Linked DNA regions of Zea mays: region 1 is linked to region 2. A link is a contact called in public Hi-C data. All regions are on one chromosome and are shown on one strand. The core of a region is the stretch at or near the end of the contact, and the rest is flanking DNA. Distances in the headings are between cores, read along the strand shown.

Region 1 (5,018 bases), core at 1,272-3,771, 290 kb after region 2:
GACTGGCCATGAATTCTTGTGCGTTGAGACGATGGTCGTTGCTGACGTTGTATGAGTGTTCTCGAACACGATGTATGTAGAGGAGTAGCGCATCCGGTGGTGCAACGGCCAGGGGTACTACCTTGCTAATGAGCCTGAGGTGCACTTCGTTTTACAACCCAGCCAAAAGTCATCAGTACTCGGTATGTCGCGCGCGTTCGACGACTACTATATCGAGGACTGTGGCGTCATCTTGGCGCTAGAGATGACACAGAGGAGGACCGACAACAATGACCAGTTCGTCATCATCGCCAACGTTGGGGTAGCTTTTGTGCCGACTTGCCTTTAATTCTCTTCACAAACACACACTTGCCTTTTTGTTTAAGCAAAAGTGTATGGTGCTACGTGTCTGATGACTAACGATGTACGAGGGAATTTCTTCCGGTATGTGTGGAACATGCTCTCCAATGATGAGACCATGCAAATCGTGACATATATCGAAGTCTGCATGATACTGATGGTTGTAATGTAGTGCTGAAACAGATAGATTATAAATAACAAAATTTATGTATGGCCAGAATCACAAATTGATTATGAAACATTTTCTCATAACGGTATAACACACATTTTGTATATAAGTTATCGTAGTATACTGGTATTATATATTCTTGTTGCAACGCACGGGCATTCAGCTAGTATATACATATGCCTTCAATGGAGCTATAGTTTGTTTCATGGTCATGGCTTGAGATTTACAGTGATCGCGTCATGTGTTTCAAGATTTAGAAACTCGTAATGCCATCTGTATGGGTACACAAAGTTTATATATTTACCAATGATCGTGTTATACATTCTGATTTATTATTTAGGATCAGACTTTACAATGAATAAAAAAGAAAGCTACCAAAGATAAGACAAAAAGATGGCTTACTTGAGCTTATCTCGTGACATTATAGTAAGTAAAATAGGAATGATATTATTAAGCTTTTGAGATTTTGATTACAAACTATTTAACAAGTTGAAGAACTTCAAAATCAAAGTTTAAACAAAAAGGATAAAAGATATGACAAAAACTTTGAAACATCGACAAGTGGACAGCTTATTGAGGATCACCAGAGCACCCGCTGTGTGGTTTCCAATAGATCTGGCGAAGTGCATTTTTGTAGAATATTCTAGAGAATTTACAACCTTTGCAACGAGTACATGCTCGGCAGTAATGAACTTCGGATCTACTAGATATGGACAGATTATTGAAAGGTCAGTGTGCATAACACAGGGTACGGTGACCCCGCACACAATTTCTCATCAGATGAACATGAGTTTTTTTTAATAATCCTATACATAAAAATAACAACTTCTAGTTAGAAGATACGACCAAAACACAAGAAAATTATAGTACCGCCGTAGATTCAATGCGCTTATATATAGTTTTGAACTAACAAATCATTGAGTGAAGTCTAGTAACTTGGCCACAGCATAGTATCATTATACAATCTGGTACTGGTGTTCACAAGATCATCCGGTCGGTGTTTAAAAAAAATACCGGTCGAGCAACATCTGGTGGGTTTGGTAATTTGGTTTATGCTATTTTGATCCACTAGTCAATTTTTAGGAAAAAAAACTACATAATCCCTCACCTTTTTTCTTTTATATCTATTTCACTCTTGTAGAAGTAGTAGAAGTCGATACTGAATAAAAACCAAGCGAACATGTGTCAAGCACCTTAGACTTTTATAAACCAGCTGTTCAATCCCAGTCCAAACTAGTTCACACTGATATGATAACTTTAGGCATCTACACTTCACTTCATATATCAAAACAACGTTGAACTAGACATAGTCACTTATACATTACTCCAACTAAACTTTAGTTCTAGGTGGTCTATTTTTTTTGAATTTATTTGGTGATTAAACTTAGTTTAACTAAATTTTAGATCTAAGTGATCTGAACATGTCTTAAGAGAAGTTTGTCCTAGAAACTTCCAAATGTAAAAGAAACACCATTGAACAGGAAATTTATTTGGTGATTCTCTCTGCTCCATAAAAATATCATTCTCATTTCCCAAGTTGTCAAAATTTCCATCTTTAGCCAAATATATATAGAACTACTAATATATTTATATATAATAATTATTACTAGATAGATCTTTAAATATATTTTTTATAATAAACTTATTTAAGATACAAATGCAACTAATATTTTCTGAGAATGTAGTTAAATTTTAACTTTAAAAATATCCAGCCCATATCTATATAAATAAATAAATAAAATGCTCAGCACACCTCACATTCTCAACGTGTCTCCCTCGAGGCCCATTATCCCATACCATCACCTGCGAGCTGGTTCTAGACAAAATATATTCAAAGTCCAAGGGAGGAGATGAAAATCTCATACCCATGGCATGACAAATAAAGACAGGCATGGGCCCGGTGCACGCTCCTTCCAAAAGGAGCCGATCTCAAAAACAGAACAGTGTCCGCATTTCAAACTGGGCTCCATAAAGTTCTGTCGCCTCGCCTGTGACCTGTAGGGTGTAGGGTAGCAGCAGGCAGCGGAGGGGAGAGAGAGAGAGGGGGGATGGATTCTCAAGCGCCGCTTCGTCCTCCTCTAGCTTTCGCCTGCTTCATCTTCCTTTGCTCATCCTTCTGCGCAGCAAATGGGATGTACGACAGGGTTGGTGCGGCGGCGTCAGATGGGGAGAGCAGGAGGATGCGGCTGCACACCGACGGGAGCCGCGGCGACGCGCACGCGTGGCCTGGGTACCTCTACACCCGAGCAGTTGGGAGATGCACACCCCAGTAAGCAACTCAAACCACTCCCAGTCCCGTTCTTGGAATCAAATGTAGTGCCTTCCTTAGGTCGATGTTAAGAGGGTCTAGCTTTCAGTTGGTTAGTCCAGCAACTTTTGTTGCTCATTGTGTCGAGCACATATGTCGAGCACATATCCTGTGCAATCACTCATTTTGGTGCAAGCGTGCAATCAAACTATCCAGAGCATCCAATCTAGATCCTACGGTTTCATATGGAAGAGGTTAAAAGTAAAATAGGCACTATGTTTTAGGAAGACATTGAATCTATCCTGGTCAAGGAAGTAAATGAATAAGAGGCTGCATCTTGGGATGTTCCTGCGTGTAATCTTTCCTGGTCAAGGAAGTCGGTGGTTTTAGATACCTCCAGAGTACACACTGACACTGTAGGAGCTGGATGCTCTGTAGCGTACTAAACCGAACCTTTTAAGTTCAGGATGCAGAGAATGAGAAGGCATGAAAATGAGAGCCTTTTTGGTTGGTTGATGCAAGATGTGTCCCAAAAATTTAATCTTCTGGGGATTGGTAGATCTCAAATAATTGCCGCTTCAGCCATAAAATTCCAGTTTTTTCGTACTTATACTATTGCAGCGCAACCCTTTGCGAGCCCACCACCTCAAACGTCCTTACTTGAAATACCTTGTCGTACACTCCATCCCGAGCTAAAATTCCTAAGCAAACCATCCCATGGAATCGTCCTGGTAGGCTGTACAGCACTTGCTCCATCGAGTACGTTTCGGCTTTTGAACAAGAAGTTAGGACGTTGTCTGGTCAGGTAGAGATGTCGTTGAGCCATTGGCAATTTTGCCATTATCATTTGTGGGCTTCGCCAGTATGCCATCAGACCCACAAATCATAGACACAGACGGTCCCACCAGTCATAGACACGGGATGGCATAATAACAGGCAGCCAAAATTGAGAGTGGCAAAATAGCAAATTTCTCAGATGATGTCGTTGTAAGTTGTAACAATGTTCTTCCTTGGTAATCATGTCACTCCTTATTTGCAGTATCTGTATGTGGCGCAATTTTCCATTTTTTGAGTTGGTTGTTGTGAGTGCTCAACCATCATAAAACAGCTCCTGTCCTGGCCTAGTCCCATGACATTAGGACCATCCACATTGGTTTCATTAATTATACAAATCTATGAGCATTTCGTCGATCTCAAGCTTTGGTTGTCGTTGTTGTCCTGTTGTGGGGCGTCCTGTTATTAAGAGAAGTTGTTTGGGCTTGTGGCCTTGGGGGGCGTTCTCTGCAATAGATGCATTGCTATCATAACATCTGTGTGATCCAGTTCTGTGGATCACGCCTTTCTACATACGATTTTTATGGCGACAAGTCAGCAAAATGGCTACAACTACCTGCTGGTGCAGCTTGGTAAAAAAAAAAATCCCATCCATGGTGAGTTTTTAAAAAATAATCATAGTTATGGCCTTATGGGTACTGACAACCAGCTAATTGCTAAACAATATCGAGTCCAAAAGAGTCCTTCCATGAATCTAGGGAAGGAAAAACACATCTAGGGAATAAAAAGAGTTCTTGATCAGTTTTATACATCTGGCAATCAAATAAAACTTGGGAACACGTTCCTTTTCCTTTACATCATAGTAGTTATTAGCTGTTGGCCTACTGATGCTCTTTCTGTATGGAACACAACTTCCTTTTTGGATTGTTTTTCCTCAGTACTAACATCTATTTGTGAGTGTCTGCCAAACACTATAACTGTTTATTAAGATGTTGGCGAGATCCTCGTATCAATATCACATTACCGTCTGCAAACACACTGCAGATTCTGGAGCAGCGGAGCCGAGCCCTGGCCCAACATCGTCCCACAGGAAGCGGCGGTGGCGAAGGTGTTCGGGTCTAGGTCCGTGGAGCGCTACGGGCCGCGCCTCACCCTGCTGGAAGCTACCATGAGGACCGACGATGCCGGTGGCAGCGCCTTCGTGAAGCTCGTGAAGCAAGGGAGCGCCGCCCTCCTCAACGCCTACGCGAGGAGAGGGTTCCCTTTCGACTCCTGGGAGGTGAAGGCCCTGCTGCTGGAGGCGCTGGTGTCCGAGGATGCCGCTGTGGTCCAGGCGGAGCGGTTTGAGCAGGCCAACGAGTCCTGCGTTTGATCTTCGATGGATGAAGATGCAACGATGGTGCCGCTGTAGTATCGTGTTCCTGGTTGGTCACCACTTCTGTGACTTTGGCGTTGAGGTTTCTGAAGCCGCAACTCTGTCCAAGTCGG
Region 2 (4,900 bases), core at 1,543-4,042:
GATCTAGCGCTATATTCAAGTCGACAACAATTGGCGTGCTAGGAGATTCCACATTAAACGTATATCTGATGTTGTCTACTGGCAAAGAAATGTGGGACGCACAAGAGGTCAAATATGAAGTTTGTGACGCCGATAGCGAGTTGTATGTCATAGAGTGCTTTCATGACTATAGAATGTCTGATGGTCGTTTTGTAGAAGAACAAGCTCATGAAATATAAGTACTAGTGAAAGAACTCAAGAATTTTGGTTTTGTGTTGCAGGATAAGTTTGTGTTCTATTGCATCATTATTAAAACACTATAGACTTGGACAAATTTTGCCACTTCTTTGAAACATGAAATGCAAGAGTTTGGTATCTCCAACCTCATTGTCTTTTTAGATGTTGAAGAGAAGGCAAGGGCAAAAGATATTGGTGGCAAGAGAGTTGTTGAGGGGACTTCTAGTGTCCATGTTGTAAAGAAAACTCTACGCATCATCGGACTATATATCCTGATGCCCATATGTCGGCACTATGAGATGAAGAGTGCAAGCATATGGCCCAATGCCCCATGGATAATTCTTTGATGATCACGTTTAACGCCCTATTTTCTATCAATTAGGGTTGGCTTTAACCATATGGTCTGATGTCACCCTCATAATTGTCCAATACCTCGGTCTGAAGCCTACAATACCCTTTCTTCATGATCTTGTGTCTTGGATTCTTGTATGTTGTTGCAGATCTCCAATGAGTCTTGTAATGTCTTTCTTGTGGTGTTGATCATCTCAATCACCATTTTGCCTTTGCCCAAGTCCATGTTGCATATTTTGAACTATATACATAAACACTAGCAAACAGTTTTAGTCTAAATGGTTACACTGATCATTGAATACCAAAACTCTATTATCAAATGAACCTCGATCCATTTTTCTTACAAGTAGAATTGTGACGGTGCCATAATCCACGTGCAGCCTCTGCATGGGCGACTAACGATCATGTCGCCCTTTGTTCCATAGTGTCAACGTTCAGGACGATGACATAAGGTCAGGTAGGCCCTTCGTTTCACTCTTTGGCTTGAGTGGGAACAGAGGTATACATTTGGGCTGGACCTAGTGGGTCGGCTCGAAGCATGAAAAAAGCACGGCCCAAGCACAACACGAAACAAAATAAGTTTGGGTCGGGCCAGCTTGAAATTATGCATCGGGTCGGGCTTAGGATGAGGTCGCGGCCCACGAGCGGGCACGAGCATCATGACCCGTTTACGGAGGCATGAAATATCCCCTTTACAAGCACGAAAAGCCCCATATTCATTTGGTCATCCACTTCTAATCATGAAAATCATTCGCTCCAATTTGGCTAGCCGCATGTTTAATCACGGTATGAAGTGTCAACCACCCATTGGTTTTGTGTTCTTTGATTTTTTTTTAAATTATAAAGCTTGAAATGTAAATATCTACTAAATGATATATTGAATTTCGGGTTTTTGTTGTGAATTTTGGGATTTTATGTGAATTTCGAGCTCTGATATGAATTTCAGGCCTTGTTTGAATTTCAGGCCAGAATTTGAATTTCTGGCTTTTTACAATTTCGGGTTGCCCGAAATGAGCCCGACACGTTTAACCGATAACGTGTCGGGTTGAGGGCTAAGCCCATGGACCACCTCGGGAAGAAATTCAATCGTGCCGATCCTTTTCGGGCTTGGACTGGACCGGCCCAGGCGGCCCAAATGTGCACCTATAAGTGGAGAGCTAAACTAGGGTTAGAGTTTCGGGGTATGAAGCTTTTGGGGATTCCAACCTAGGGTTAGGTATTGAGCAAGATGAGTTGATTATTTCCCCTCCTTCAACTTGTTGTAGAGCTAAAACTCGACTAGATCCAAGCCATTTATGCGGATTTGGCTCGATGGGGTCCTAAAACCTAAAGGATGTGGATTCTACGGTTAGGATTTAGATGCCAAACCTGGATTTGGTTACACTGTTAGTCTATAGAATCTTAGACTATAACCCTAGGTACTAAAATGGGTAAAACTGGGCCCATAGCGTTGGAATTGGCGGAGGTCGCCATGGGAAGTGGAGACTCTAGTGGTCGGTGTCGAAATCGGTGTATCATGGTTGTTGCACTGAGGGCGCAAATGCGATGATCTTCCTGTCACTAAGGCTATTCTCAGTGGTGAGTTTCAATGCATTTGTTTCCAATGCTCCCACATCAGATATTTAAACTAGTCAACCGTGTATGCGGAGTTTCATCCCCATTAAACTCTCCCATTAAACTCTCTCAATATCTCTCCTCTTAATTACACTACTATATCACCAAGCATGATGATGTGTCATCGTATTTAATGAGTTTGAAACTCTCATTGAGAATGATATAACCGTGTTAGAGTGAATGGCTTCTCGTATATGAAAAAACGCTGCAACAAATAAGTTGTTACGCCCTCTGTCAGAACATGAGGATCCTCTCGCTGAATCCTCTCGCTGAATCTAGCTTGAGATCAATTCCATCAGTAACGAGATCACCATTAGTTAGATCGCCGTGGATACAGAGTATATATCGCACCTGTACATGGAAAGACGATATCGGTAGAGGCCGCTAAAAATCTCCAGTTCAACACATCCACTGTGGTGCATGCACTGAAACGACAACTCCTATCAAACCGTACACACTCTACCACACTTGAAAATATTACTTTTGTCACGTCACCTTTCACGCCCCCTCGCCCCAGTGTCCTCCAAACCCCACCCCACCCGGCCCCACCCCACACACTCTCAGAAAAGCCCTAGCTGAGTATACACTGCTCACTACACTGTTGATTCCATGTCTCAGTCACTTCTCATCTCTCCTTTTTAGGCCAAACACCACCCCCACCAGTCCCTGCGCTCCCCCCCTAAAAATAGAAGCAGCAGCATGCAATTCCCCACACCCTCAAACAGATCCTGAAGCTGGTGCTCTCCCTGCAGATCCCCAATCACCAGACGATGGGCTTATGAGAGTGAGCCAGCACCCCAGCACAGCAACTGTGTTACCGGCATCACTACCACTGCGAGAGAGTAAGAAGCAACAGATGGGATGAACCAGGGAGCTATATACTCTCCCTACTATTCCAATGCTTAATCCTTAACACTATATATCTTCTACTTATGCGATCATTTGCTTCGTTCTTGATCTGATTATTATGCTCCATGCTGCTGGATCTTATGCAGGCTCAAGAAGCCAGCAGGCTCCAACTCCCACAGTACTTGTGAGAACCAAAGCTCAGCTGGTAACTACTTGTTCCTTTCTTTGATATTTTTCGAAGAAGATTTTCAGACACACGGACTAGCTGCATATGCTCTAGTCATCTCAGTGGCCACTTGGAACTTCTGAGCACAGCTCCGATCCCGAATAAACAGATCCCTCCAATCCCAACTTGTGCTACAATAATGCAGGCTTACGAGAATATATATGTAGTAGTATACAGTATTATATGGATATGCAAATTAAATACCCATTTCTTCATTGAGTAAAGAATATTACTCCTACAGAGGAGGAGGAGGCCTAATTATCATATCGATTATAATAAATAAGATGTAAAGGTGAAACTGTTTCAGCTCACACAAGCTACACTCCTTTCTCTCTGTTTTCCCCCCTTCCGATCCTTAGCTCATCCATGGACATGTCGCCGAACCCCGACAGCCCCTCGTCAGGAGGGGGCAACGGCATCGGGCCGAGCAGCGGAGGCGCATCGCCGTCGGTTGGTTCCATGACGCCGCAGTCGCCGAGCCGGTACGAGGCGCAGAAGCGGCGCGACTGGAACACGTTCGGGCAGTACCTGCGGAACCACCGGCCGCCGCTGAGCCTGGCGCAGTGCAGCGGGGCTCACGTCCTGGAGTTCCTCCGCTACCTGGACCAGTTCGGCAAGACCAAGGTGCACGGCCCGGCGTGCCCCTTCTTCGGCCATCCGAACCCGCCGGCGCCGTGCCCCTGCCCGCTCCGCCAGGCCTGGGGCAGCCTGGACGCCCTGGTGGGCCGCCTCCGCGCCGCCTTCGAGGAGAACGGGGGCCGCCCGGAGTCCAACCCCTTCGCGGCGCGCGCCGTGCGCCTCTACCTCCGCGAGGTCCGCGAGCACCAGGCCCGCGCCCGCGGCGTCAGCTACGAGAAGAAGAAGCGCAAGAAGCCGCAGCAGCTGCAGGGCGACAGCAGCGGCGGCCTTCACGGCCACGCGCACCAGCCGCCGCCGCCGCCCCCGCCGCCCGCCGGCGCCGCCTGCTGAGCCTGAGATGTTCCATCGTCGCCTCGACGGCTCGTAGCCTCGTACGTACGTACGTACGCTCTCCCATTTGGCCGGTATGATGCCAGATTGAGCTTGAGCATACATATTTTATGTATCATCTCGCGCGCGTATGCGTGCATGCATGTGCATGGCAGCAGTAGTGTATGATGATCCGTGTACTCTACCCGTGAGAAGCACTACTATCTAGTACGTGTGTGTACTGCATTGCTGGTCCTGTGTTTTCGATTCGCTTTGGTGTTGTCGGATCTATTTGCATTGCTTGTAGGAGTGAGCAAGTGTGTTTGCTGTACTTTGGACTGAGGAGTAGTATGTCCGTCGTCCGTACGTCCTTTGAGGTCTAGCTAGGGACAGGGAGATACATATATGGTGATCTCTCTTTGCTGCAGCTTCTGTTTGTGGGAAATTCAAAAGCCTGTGTCGTGTGTGTGTCCATCTATCTCTCTCTCTACGCATGCATGTGTCATTTCGATCCTGGCAAGCATCTGCGTCTCTTGTTTTCTAGTTTTGCTTCCTGTTTCGTTTCCCTTTTAATGGTACCGTACCAGGATGCAGTGGCAGTGATCGATGGCAATGGTGCATGTCTAGTTGCCTCAACGGCGATAGGGCCGGGCGAGAGCGTTGTACAGTGCGCGCGCAATAGCTAGCAAGGAGGAT

Evidence for each region. Hi-C and Micro-C count contacts between places; a contact is called where the count stands out from the background.
Region 1: a Hi-C map of leaf shows a contact between it and region 2, with 4 times the contacts expected there. The contact joins the promoter of LOC100194081 here to the promoter of LOC100275232 in region 2. A contact is called at or near these places in 5 of 25 Hi-C or Micro-C datasets (ear, endosperm, leaf and 1 more).

Annotation. Positions count from the first base shown.
Region 1 is chr2:31,034,171-31,039,188 of Zm-B73-REFERENCE-NAM-5.0, forward strand. It overlaps LOC100194081, which reads left to right and starts at 2,522. Exons shown (of 2, transcript NM_001139136.1): 1 at 2,522-2,777; 2 at 4,575-5,018. The coding sequence starts at 2,557. The coding sequence ends at 4,902.
Region 2 is chr2:30,747,139-30,752,038 of Zm-B73-REFERENCE-NAM-5.0, forward strand. It overlaps LOC100275232 (putative protein of unknown function (DUF640) domain family protein), which reads left to right and starts at 2,793. Exons shown (of 3, transcript NM_001149369.2): 1 at 2,793-3,023; 2 at 3,177-3,235; 3 at 3,616-4,677. The coding sequence starts at 3,623. The coding sequence ends at 4,225.